Linked DNA regions of Sus scrofa: region 1 is linked to region 2. The links are chromatin contacts, called in public promoter capture Hi-C maps. All regions are on one chromosome and are shown on one strand. The core of a region is the stretch at or near the end of the contact, and the rest is flanking DNA. Distances in the headings are between cores, read along the strand shown. Region 1 holds the start of RHOT2 (ras homolog family member T2). Region 2 holds the start of DECR2 (peroxisomal 2,4-dienoyl-CoA reductase).

Region 1 (4,808 bases), core at 1,473-3,972, 200 kb before region 2:
CATCCGGAAGGCGGCCGAGGTGGGGGCTGCGGCCGCAGCCGAGACGGGTGGGCGCCCCAGGAGACAGAGGGACCACACCTGGAAAGCGTTGAGCTCCTGGTCACTGAGCGCCTGGTCCATGTCCTGGTCTGAGAGCCTGAAGATGCGGGTGAGGGCCTGGGCGCAAGCGGGCCTCAGCTGTGGGGACAGCGGCTCAGCACACGCCTGCCCCTCCTACCCGCTCGCCCTCCCTGCCGGTGCCCACTGCCCACCTGCTTGGCCTCAGGGTCATAGAGGGGGGCGGTGGGGTGCAGCACAGCCTTCTGTGCGTAGTAGAACAGCTCCGAGATGTTTTTCAGGTTCTTGGCCGAGCACTAGGACACGTGGGAACAGACTCAGAGGTGAGGCAGGGCCCCGCACCCTGGCCTCTGAGGCCCTGGCACCCCTCACCCCGTGTGCTCACCTCCACGCAGGTCTCGATCTCAGGGAACTGGCTCATGATGGGCAGCACAGCCTCCATGGAGCCCCCCGGCCGCAGGTCCGACTTGTTGCCCACCAGGATGATGGGGACCCTGGGAGAGAGGCCCGAGGTCAACAGGGGTCAGGCGCCGGCAGGCCCAGCCCCTTGCCCAAAACTTGCTTGTTACCTGGGACCCCTCCTGGTGTCCCCATTCACCAGTGGGATCCATTTGGTTCGGATCTGAAAGGCAAGACCTGGCCATGAGAAGAGGGGGCCCGCCCGGCCCACAGCCCCGCAAGGGGAACTCATGCTTGGCTCAAAGAGAGACGTGGGCAGCCCAGGCGCACTGAGGGCCAAAGTCACGACCACTGGCAATGAGGCCGGTGAGAGAAACCAGCAGGCAGGACCTCATCTGGTCCCAGCAGCTCCCAAACATGAGCAACGGATGTGGGGTCAGCAGCACCCCCCTGCTGGCCTCAAAGGTTCGCTTGCGGCCGTCCACGCTCTCTGCAAGATGCAGGATCATGAGACCTCTGGGGACGCTGCGGGGGTCTGGACCATGAGGATCCCCAAAACACTTGTTAAGAGATGGGGTGCAAGTCGCCCCCACGTGGGGTGTGTGCAGAGAACCGGGGGCTGACCCGGCTGGGTGCCGGTGACAGGGGGACGGGCTGGGCAGAGAGCTCCCTTGCTCACCTTCTCGACGGTGGTCTCCTCCGACACGTCATATACCACACACACCACGCTGGCCTGTGGGCAGAGGAGCGGTGTGTGGTGTGATCTGAAGCTTCCTGCTCCACTCACAGACTGCACAGGATCAGGCTCAGGGACCACGGCAGCCCGCCCCTCCAGCTGGCGCTCCCCGGCCGAGTCACACCAGCGGCCACTCACACCTCAGGCAAACCCTTCCCTGCCTGCTCCCGCCACAGATGCCAGGCTCCAGGATGGCAGCTCTGGTCCAGTCCCCTGAGGGCTCAGGACAAATACGGCCACTGTGAAACTTGGCGCCGCCACCCCAGCCTCAGCCCTTGGCTCCCTGGTCACCACAGGCAGTGCCAATGACCAGGACCACAACACAGGGGAAAGGGCACCTCGACAGCTGCTGCAGGTAGCTGCGGCCTGCATCCTTGCCCAGTGGTACCCTCAGGACATAGCAGCAGCTGCTGGGGGATCAGGCAGGACTGCCGGGGCAGCGCCTACACCCCCAGCTTGGTCCAGGCACAGGTTCTCCTGGTGACAGGGAAGCAGAGGGTTGTGCGGCCCACAGCCTTGGCCACAATACCCACTGCAGCCCAGAGGCCCAAGACACCGGACTGAGTAAGGGGTGGGGAAGGACAGCTGGGCACAGCCGTTTAAGGGATCACTGTCACGGACCTGGAGGCTGCTCCCAAGGTCCACCGGGAGAGGGAAAGCCAGGGAGACCTGGCCAGCCATGTGGGCAGGAGGGAGGAAAGGTCCCTCTCTTCCCCAGCTCCCAACAGGGTGCATCACCGGCACCCCAATAACCCTTAGAGCTGACAGGTCACGGCAGAATTAACGAGGCTGCAGACTCGCTGGGCACCTTAATCTCATCCCTCAGAAGGTGAAGCCGATCAGGCCAAAAGCACCACCCCCGGGCCTGAGCCCTGACCCCAAGGCCCAGCACCTCCTTCCCGAAGCTTCAGAACACCCTGTACCTTCTGAATCTCGTCCTGGAGCTCCTCGGCTGTCTGCTCAGCTTCTGCATGGGAAAAAAACCCCACTGCGGACCTGCCAGAAGCGCCAGCTCCTGGACAGAACCGCGGGCCGAGGCCTCTGTACCTGAGTAATCCACGATGTGGGTGGGAACCTTCTCTGGGGTGACGTCCGCGGGAATGGTGATCTCTTCTGCCCGAGGGGGGACCTGGGGCAGAGGCGGCCGTGAGGGCAGCCGGGAAGGGCTGAGGGCGGCGGCGGCGCCCAGGCCTGGGCTCCCCCTGGGCGCGGGGCGTGCTCGGCCTTACCTCTTCGGGGAACTCCTCGCCCACCAGCGACAGGATCAATGACGTTTTTCCTACCTGGGCTGCGCGCGGGGGCGGAAGAGGCAGGCGGCGCGGTCAGCGCAACGGCCAAAGTGGCGGCGCCCCGCCCCAGCCACGACCAGCCGCTGCCCCAAGACCCCGACCCGGCTCCGGCCCCCGCCCGGCCCGGGCCCGGGCGCACACCCTCGCCCAGCAGCAGGATGCGCACGTCTCGCTTCATGGTGACCGCAGAGAGCGGCAGCCGAACCCGGACGCAGACCCCCGTCCCCGAACGCAACCTCGACTGCAACCCCTGCCCAGGCCCGCGCTCTACAGGCGCCCGCACTTCCGGCCCCAGCGCGCGCAGCCGCACTAGCTAGCGGGGCGGGGGCATGGACCAGAGCGCCTGGCTGCGCCGCGGCGCCACCGCGTGGGCGTGCTGGGCACTGCAGGCGCACCGCCGGCCGGAGGGGCAGGGCTTCTGCCCCAGGTGCCGCCGCCCCCCTCCCCCCCCCCCCCCCCCCCGGAGCTCGCAGGTGGGCAGGCCTCCAGGCCTCCCCTGCAGGGTCGGGGCAGGGAGCAGGAGGCCTAAGGGTAGGTCAACAGCTGATCTCAGGTCGGAAGGGACAGCCGAGCCCGGAAACAGGAGTCTGGAGAAGCCAGCAGACCTTGCTTTAATGCAACGCCCACATTTATTTGAACTGTACAAGGTGGAAACAAAATCCAGAAGGAAACGAGGCCACGAGCGCTTCACAGATGTGTGTTCAAGGTCTTGACTGACACAACACGCTCCGGGGCCAGCCTGGGGCGGAGCCCACAGAGCCACGTGGGCCCAGCACAAGGCCCTGGGCCAAGCCAACTTCTTAGCCAAGCCTCTGCCCAGGCCAGGCACCCGGCTGACCAGCAAGGCAAGCCCAACTTGGCCATCCTTGCAGCAGCTCAGGGGCCCACGACTTCCCACATCAGGATCTGTGTGTGGGCCGCCGTGAAGAGCAGCCGGGCAGATGGGGAAAACCTGCAGAGCTGCACTGAGTCGGCGTGGCCAGCAAAGTCCTGCACGGCCCCCGAGGCACAGTCCACCAGCCTCAGCATCTGTTCTGTGGGCGGACAGCAGGGTGGGGGGGAGAAGAGCCCAGGGCAGCTGGGGCGCTGGGGGCCCGTGCCCGACTCTGTGTAGCTCCAGGATCTGAGGATCCTCCAACCCACCCTGGCTCTGTCTCCAGCTGAAACGGGGGCCTCATGGGGGAACCTGCCTGCCCCCCCATCTCCAGATCCGATCTCTAACACCCCTGGAGGGGAGGTCCTCGCCCCAGCCACTTCAGGGACAAGGAGCTTGGGGCCCAGGTGTACCTACGTGGCCCCACTCAGGTCAGGCCAGAGTCCACGCCAGAGCTCAGCACTCACCAGCAAAGCCGACAGCCACAAGGCAGGCCCTGGGGGACAGGCTCATGGACACGGCGAGGAAAGGCAACGGGATCCTCTCCACCACCTGCAGGCAGCGAGCGTGAGGCCGTGGCAGGGGTTCCCATGGCCCTGAGACCCGCCCCTCCCCAGCACCAGGTCCTGCGGGCAGGTGCACATGCCTGCTTCTGCCGGAGGCTGTAGAAGAGCACCTCGTGGTGCAGGCCGAGGCCCACACATGCCAGCAGCGCCCCATCCCAGGGGCAGAAGGCAGCCAGGGACGGTGGCAGGCAGCCGGGCACCTGTGGAGAGTGTGGTGTTGGGAGAGGGTGGGCAGCATCTGCCCACCGGGCTATTGGGATTCTTACCTCTGTGAGGGCAGGCGCCGGGAAGCTCAGCCAGTCCACAAGCTCACAGTGGTTCTGCGGCCAATCAGAGGCCCAGACGCTGACCCGCTGGTCCCCGCTGGCAGCCAGCCACAGGTCTGCACCCTCTGCCCCGAAGTCTCCATACTGGGGGCAGAGGCAAGGGGGAAGGAAGGGCTGGTAGGTGCCTCCTGCCCCACTCTGCCTGCCCGTTTCGCTGCCAGCACCCTGGGCTGGGCCGGGCCGCGCCCTGCCGGCTCTCGTCACCTCTTTTCTCGTGCTCTGGATGGTGCAGATCGGGGCCCCTCGGTGGTCTCTCAGGACGCGGAGGGTCACACCTGTGCGAGGGCGACTCACGGCCACGAGCCCTTCTTTGTCTCCAGACAGAAGAGTCTGACCTGGGACGGAAAGGACCACATGGTTCCCTGGGAGCCCCTGGCCCTCAGCCTAAAGGTGTGACCTGTGCCAGGCAGAAGCCGTGCTGTCGCCCGTGAGCCCGGGCCTCACCGTCAGCAGAGAAGACGACGGCTGTCACCGCGGCGGGGTGGGGGTGCATTTTGAGCTCCATCGCCATCCGGGAGACGCTGAAGACTCGCAGCGTGCCGTCACCATAGCCTGCTGCCA
Region 2 (4,335 bases), core at 875-3,374:
GTGGTTAACGAATCCGACTAGGAATCATGAGGTTGCAGGTTCGATCCCTGGCCTTGCTCAGTGGGTTAAGGATCTGGTGTTGCCGTGAGCTGCAGTGTAGATCACAGACACTGCTCGGATCCCGTGTTGCTGTGGCTGTGGCGTAGGCCGGTGGCTACAGCTCTGATTCAACCCCTCATCTGGAAACCTCCATATGCCACGGGAGTGGCCCTAGAAAAGGCAAAAAGACAAAAAAAAAAAGAATCCAAGAGTTCCCGTGGTGGCACAGCGGAAACGAATCTTACTAGGAACGAGGTTGTGGGTTCGATCCCTGGCCTCGTTCAGTGGGTCAAGGATCTGACATTGCTGTGGGAGTGGTGTAGGTCACAGATTCGGTTGGGATCCCTTGTTGTTGTGGCTGTGGTGTAGGCCAGCAGCTATACTCTGATTAGACCCCTAGCCTGGACCCCTCCATATGCCGCAGGTGCAGCCCTAAAAAGCAAAAAAAAAAAAAAAAAAAAAAGAAATTCCAGAAACTGGGAGTTCCCGTCTTGGCACAGTGGAAACAAATCCAACCAGTATCCATGAGGACCCAGGTTCACTCCCTGGCTTTGTTCAGTGGGTTAAAGATTGGCGTTAGGAGTTCCTTTCGTGGCTCAGCTGTTAACCAAGCCAACTAGGAGCCAAGAGAATGTGGGTTGGATTCCTGGCCTCACTCAGTGGGTTAAGGATCCCACACTGCCGTGAGCTTCAGTGTAGTTGGCAGACGAGGCTCCCGATCCAGTGTTGCTGTGGCTGTGCCATAGGCAGGCAGCTGAAGGTCTGATTTAACCCCTAGCCTGGGAACTTCCATATTCCATGGGTACGGCTAAAGAAAAAAAGAATACAGAAACTGTTGTCAGATTAAGTAGCAACACCAAAGATCAAGATTAGCCTGAAGCACTCAACCACTCAGTCAATTGGAACCAAAAAGCTGATAAAGTAACCTTTTCTGGAGTTCCCGTCGTGGCACAGTGGTTAACAAATCTGACTAGGAACCATGAGGTTGCGGGTTCGGTCCCTGCCCTTGCTCAGTGGGTTAACGATCCGGCGTTGCCGTGAGCTGTGGTGTAGGTTGCAGACGCGGCTCGGATCCCTCGTTGCTGTGGCTCTGGTGTAGGCCGGTGGCTGCGGCTCCGATTGGACCCCTAGCCTGGGAATCTCCATATGCCGCGGGAGCGGCCCAAGAAATAACAGAAAAAAAAAAAAAGTAACCTTTTCTGATTCTCCTGACTTCAGTCACCTAAAGTTTGGACTCTGTCAACCAGCCAAGCGCCTTCATGAAGTAACATGTACACTTAGATTAAAATTGACCCAACTCCTTCTTTCTTTTTTCTTTTTTTTTTTTTTGTCCTTTTAGGGCCGCACCTGACGTACAAGGAAGTTTCCAGGCTAGGGTCAGATCCGAGCTGTAGCTGCCTGTCCCTGCCACAGCCACCTGGAATCCGAACGGCCTCTGTGACCTACACCACAGCTCACTGCGACGCCAGATCTTTAACCCATTGGGCAAGGCCAGGGATCAAATCTGGGTCCTCATGGATAATAGTTGGACGCTTACGGCTGGGCCAGAACAGGAACTCCAAAACTTCCCCAAGTAACAAATTCTTCCTTCTCCCCACGTTTGGTTTGGTCGCGCTGCACACTCTCAGGATTACCAGTAAATACCCACCACCGGCCAAGACAAACAGAATGTGCTGCAGATTCCAAAGACCAGAACACTAGCACCTGCATCTAACTACCGGGCACCCAGACATGTGGATAGTCTGGTTGCAAGACATGGGATCCTCACACGTCCCAGGAAAACCGCAGTACCCTGCCGCCCGCACCCCAGGCGCCCGCGGACCCCTGCCCCGCTCCCTGGGGCGCCCCTGATGCGGCCCTCACTGAAGCAAGTCCGGGCAAAACAGGTGGCGATACTCCGGCAGACAGTCGTCCTCTGCAACGTCGGGCGGTAGGTGGGTCATGGCGATCGCTGTGGCCTGGACAGCGAAGAGCGCGGACTGGGAGGATCTGGATGGCACGCTCTGCCCCCGGAGACGCGCAGACATCTGCGGGCGCACACCTCAGCGGCCCGTCCAATCAGTCTCGCCCAGCCCGATTCCAAGGAAGCCCCGCCCCGTTGCCCGCCCACCCCGCGCGCCTCCTTTAAAGGCCCCGCCCACTCCTCAGGAGCCCCGCCCCCATACCGCCTGGCACGCTCCCCCACGCCGCGACCGCACAGCCTGCTGGGATTGAAAGTCGGTCCCGGCTCCTGAGCAGGCGCAGTGCAGCCGGCCAGGTCTCAGGGCGGGGTCTGGGTGAGGCGGCGGGTGGGGGGGCTCTTATTAGACCGGGAGGACTCGGTGCCTGGGGCGGAGCCAGCTGGACGCAGAAACAGACCGTTGGTTCCTGGACTTTGGCCTCGCTGTGCTTTTAAGACACCTGATCTAAGCACGCCCCACGTTTAAAAGCTCTTTCGTCCTGGACGCGCCCCTCCTCGCATAAAAGTGACACAGGAAAAGACGGAAGGGGACTAGAGCCATGAAATCTGGAAGGCCGTTCCCTGCAGTGACTAGCCCCATAGGCAGCTCCCAACATGACCCTTTGTGGCCAGTGAAGGTCAGGGAGTTCCTGAGGTGGCAAATGGAAGCGAATTGGACTAGTAACCATGAGATTGTGGGTTCGGTGCCCGGCCTCGCGCAGTGAGTTAAGGATCTGGTGTTGCCCTGTGGTGTAGGTCGCCCATATGACTCTGATCCTGCCTTGCTGTGGCGCAGGCCCACAGCTGTAGCTCTGATTTGATCCCTAGCCTGGGAACCTCCATATGCCTCGGGTTGTGCCCTAAAAAGAAAAAAGAAAGGTCAGGACACTGGAGTTGGGAGTTCCCATCAGGGCACAGTGGGAACAAAACAAATCTGACTAGTATCCATGGGGATGTGGGTTCCATCCCTGGGCTTGCTCAGTGGGTCAGCGATCTGGCGTTGCCACAGGCTGTGGTGTAGGTCGCAGACACGGTTCGGATCCCTTGTGGCTGTGGCACAAGCCAGCAGCTGTAGATCTGATTTGACTCCTAGCCTGGGTACTTCCACATGTCGAGGGTGCATCACCCCCACAAACAAAGCAAAAACAAACAAACTTCAGGATACTGGAGTTTCCTTGCTGTGGGGCAAGGGGATTGGCCGTGTCTCTGCAACACTGGGATGCAGGTTCAATACGCAGGCAGACCCAGTGGGTTGGTGCAGTGGCTTGCAGCTGTAGCTTGGATCTGTTCTCAAGCTAGGAGCAACAAATGCCAATGAAGTTGTGAGAAGTGAACTACGGCTCTGGCCTGGCAGGTATAATGATGTGCAGTGTCACTGTGACAGGTGATCGGGGACACAGCTGGGGATGAAGTGTGAGCGACATGTGTAGTGTCACTGCAGTCACCAGGCTTTCTGCCTCAGCCCCCTGCCTTCCCCTTCCTGCTACCCCCCCATCCTGTCCATAGCTCCAGGACTCGTCTCGGGTTCCCCAGATTTCAGACAGGTCCCTGGAGCTCTGCCAATCTCATACACTCGACAGGGTCACTGATGCCCTCCTAGGGTGCCAGATGGGAAGCTTCCTTTCTACTTTCACACTGCCCACCACTTGGTCTTAACGCCTCATCTCTCCCTCAGCGACAGGAGAGGCCATAATGAGCATTCCGTACACAAAGCACAGCACATTTTGATGTCCCCACTTTGGGGGGAAAAGAGGTCATGCTACCAACATTTCAGGAGACCTCGAAGCTTGTCTGGCACTGTGGTACCAAAGGGATTTGGTCCTGAAAGTCCCGCTGTGGCTTAGCGGGTTAAGAACCTGACTGGTATCCATGGGGATGCAGGTTCCCTCAGTGGGTTAAGGTTAGGGCATTGCTGCAAGCTGCAGTGTAGGTCGAAGATGTGGCTTGGATCTGGTGTTGCTGTAGCTGTGGTGTAGGCCGGCAGCCAAGGCTCCGATTCAATGCCTAGCCTGGGAACTTCCATGTGCCACGGGTGCAGCCATAAAAAGACCAAAAAAGAAAGAGAGCCCTCTGTGGCGCCTTGGGATAATGAGCTGGCTCGTCCCTGTGGAGGCACCGGATTGCCCCCTGGCCCCACACAGTGGGTTAAGGATCTGGTGTTGATGCAGCTGTGGCACATGTCGCAGCTCCGGCTTGGATTCAACCCCTGAGCCAGGAATGTCCACAGGCCACAGGTGTGGCCAGAAAAGCAATCAAACAAACAAACGAAAAGGATTTGATGCAGTCGTGTGCTGGCTTAGGATACTGCAAGGCACATAAAGTCGGTGGTTCAACCCCTGTGGGCTGGGGTGGGCACA

Evidence for each region. Promoter capture Hi-C pulls out the DNA fragments that hold promoters and counts their contacts.
Region 1: a promoter capture Hi-C map of liver shows a contact between it and region 2, with 4 times the contacts expected there. The contact joins the promoter of RHOT2 here to the promoter of DECR2 in region 2. A contact is called at or near these places in 1 of 5 promoter capture datasets (liver), 1 of 47 Hi-C or Micro-C datasets (embryonic fibroblasts) and 1 of 2 datasets of contacts at active chromatin or transcription factors (alveolar macrophages).

What each region holds. Positions count from the first base shown.
Region 1 is chr3:41,103,648-41,108,455 of Sscrofa11.1, forward strand. It overlaps RHOT2 (ras homolog family member T2), which reads right to left and starts at 2,723. Exons shown (of 20, transcript NM_214325.2): 1 at 2,623-2,723; 2 at 2,422-2,480; 3 at 2,240-2,321; 4 at 2,116-2,159; 5 at 1,136-1,189; 6 at 627-679; 7 at 443-551; 8 at 252-353; 9 at 79-177. The coding sequence starts at 2,659. WDR90 (WD repeat-containing protein 90) reads right to left here. Exons shown (of 42, transcript XM_021086904.1): 37 at 4,692-4,808; 38 at 4,452-4,582; 39 at 4,188-4,331; 40 at 4,002-4,121; 41 at 3,823-3,907; 42 at 3,088-3,515. The coding sequence ends at 3,358.
Region 2 is chr3:41,301,920-41,306,254 of Sscrofa11.1, forward strand. DECR2 (peroxisomal 2,4-dienoyl-CoA reductase) reads right to left here and starts at 2,125. Exons shown (of 8, transcript XM_005655126.3): 1 at 1,903-2,125. The coding sequence starts at 2,066. It overlaps NME4 (NME/NM23 nucleoside diphosphate kinase 4), which reads right to left. Exons shown (of 5, transcript NM_001143720.1): 5 at 4,253-4,335.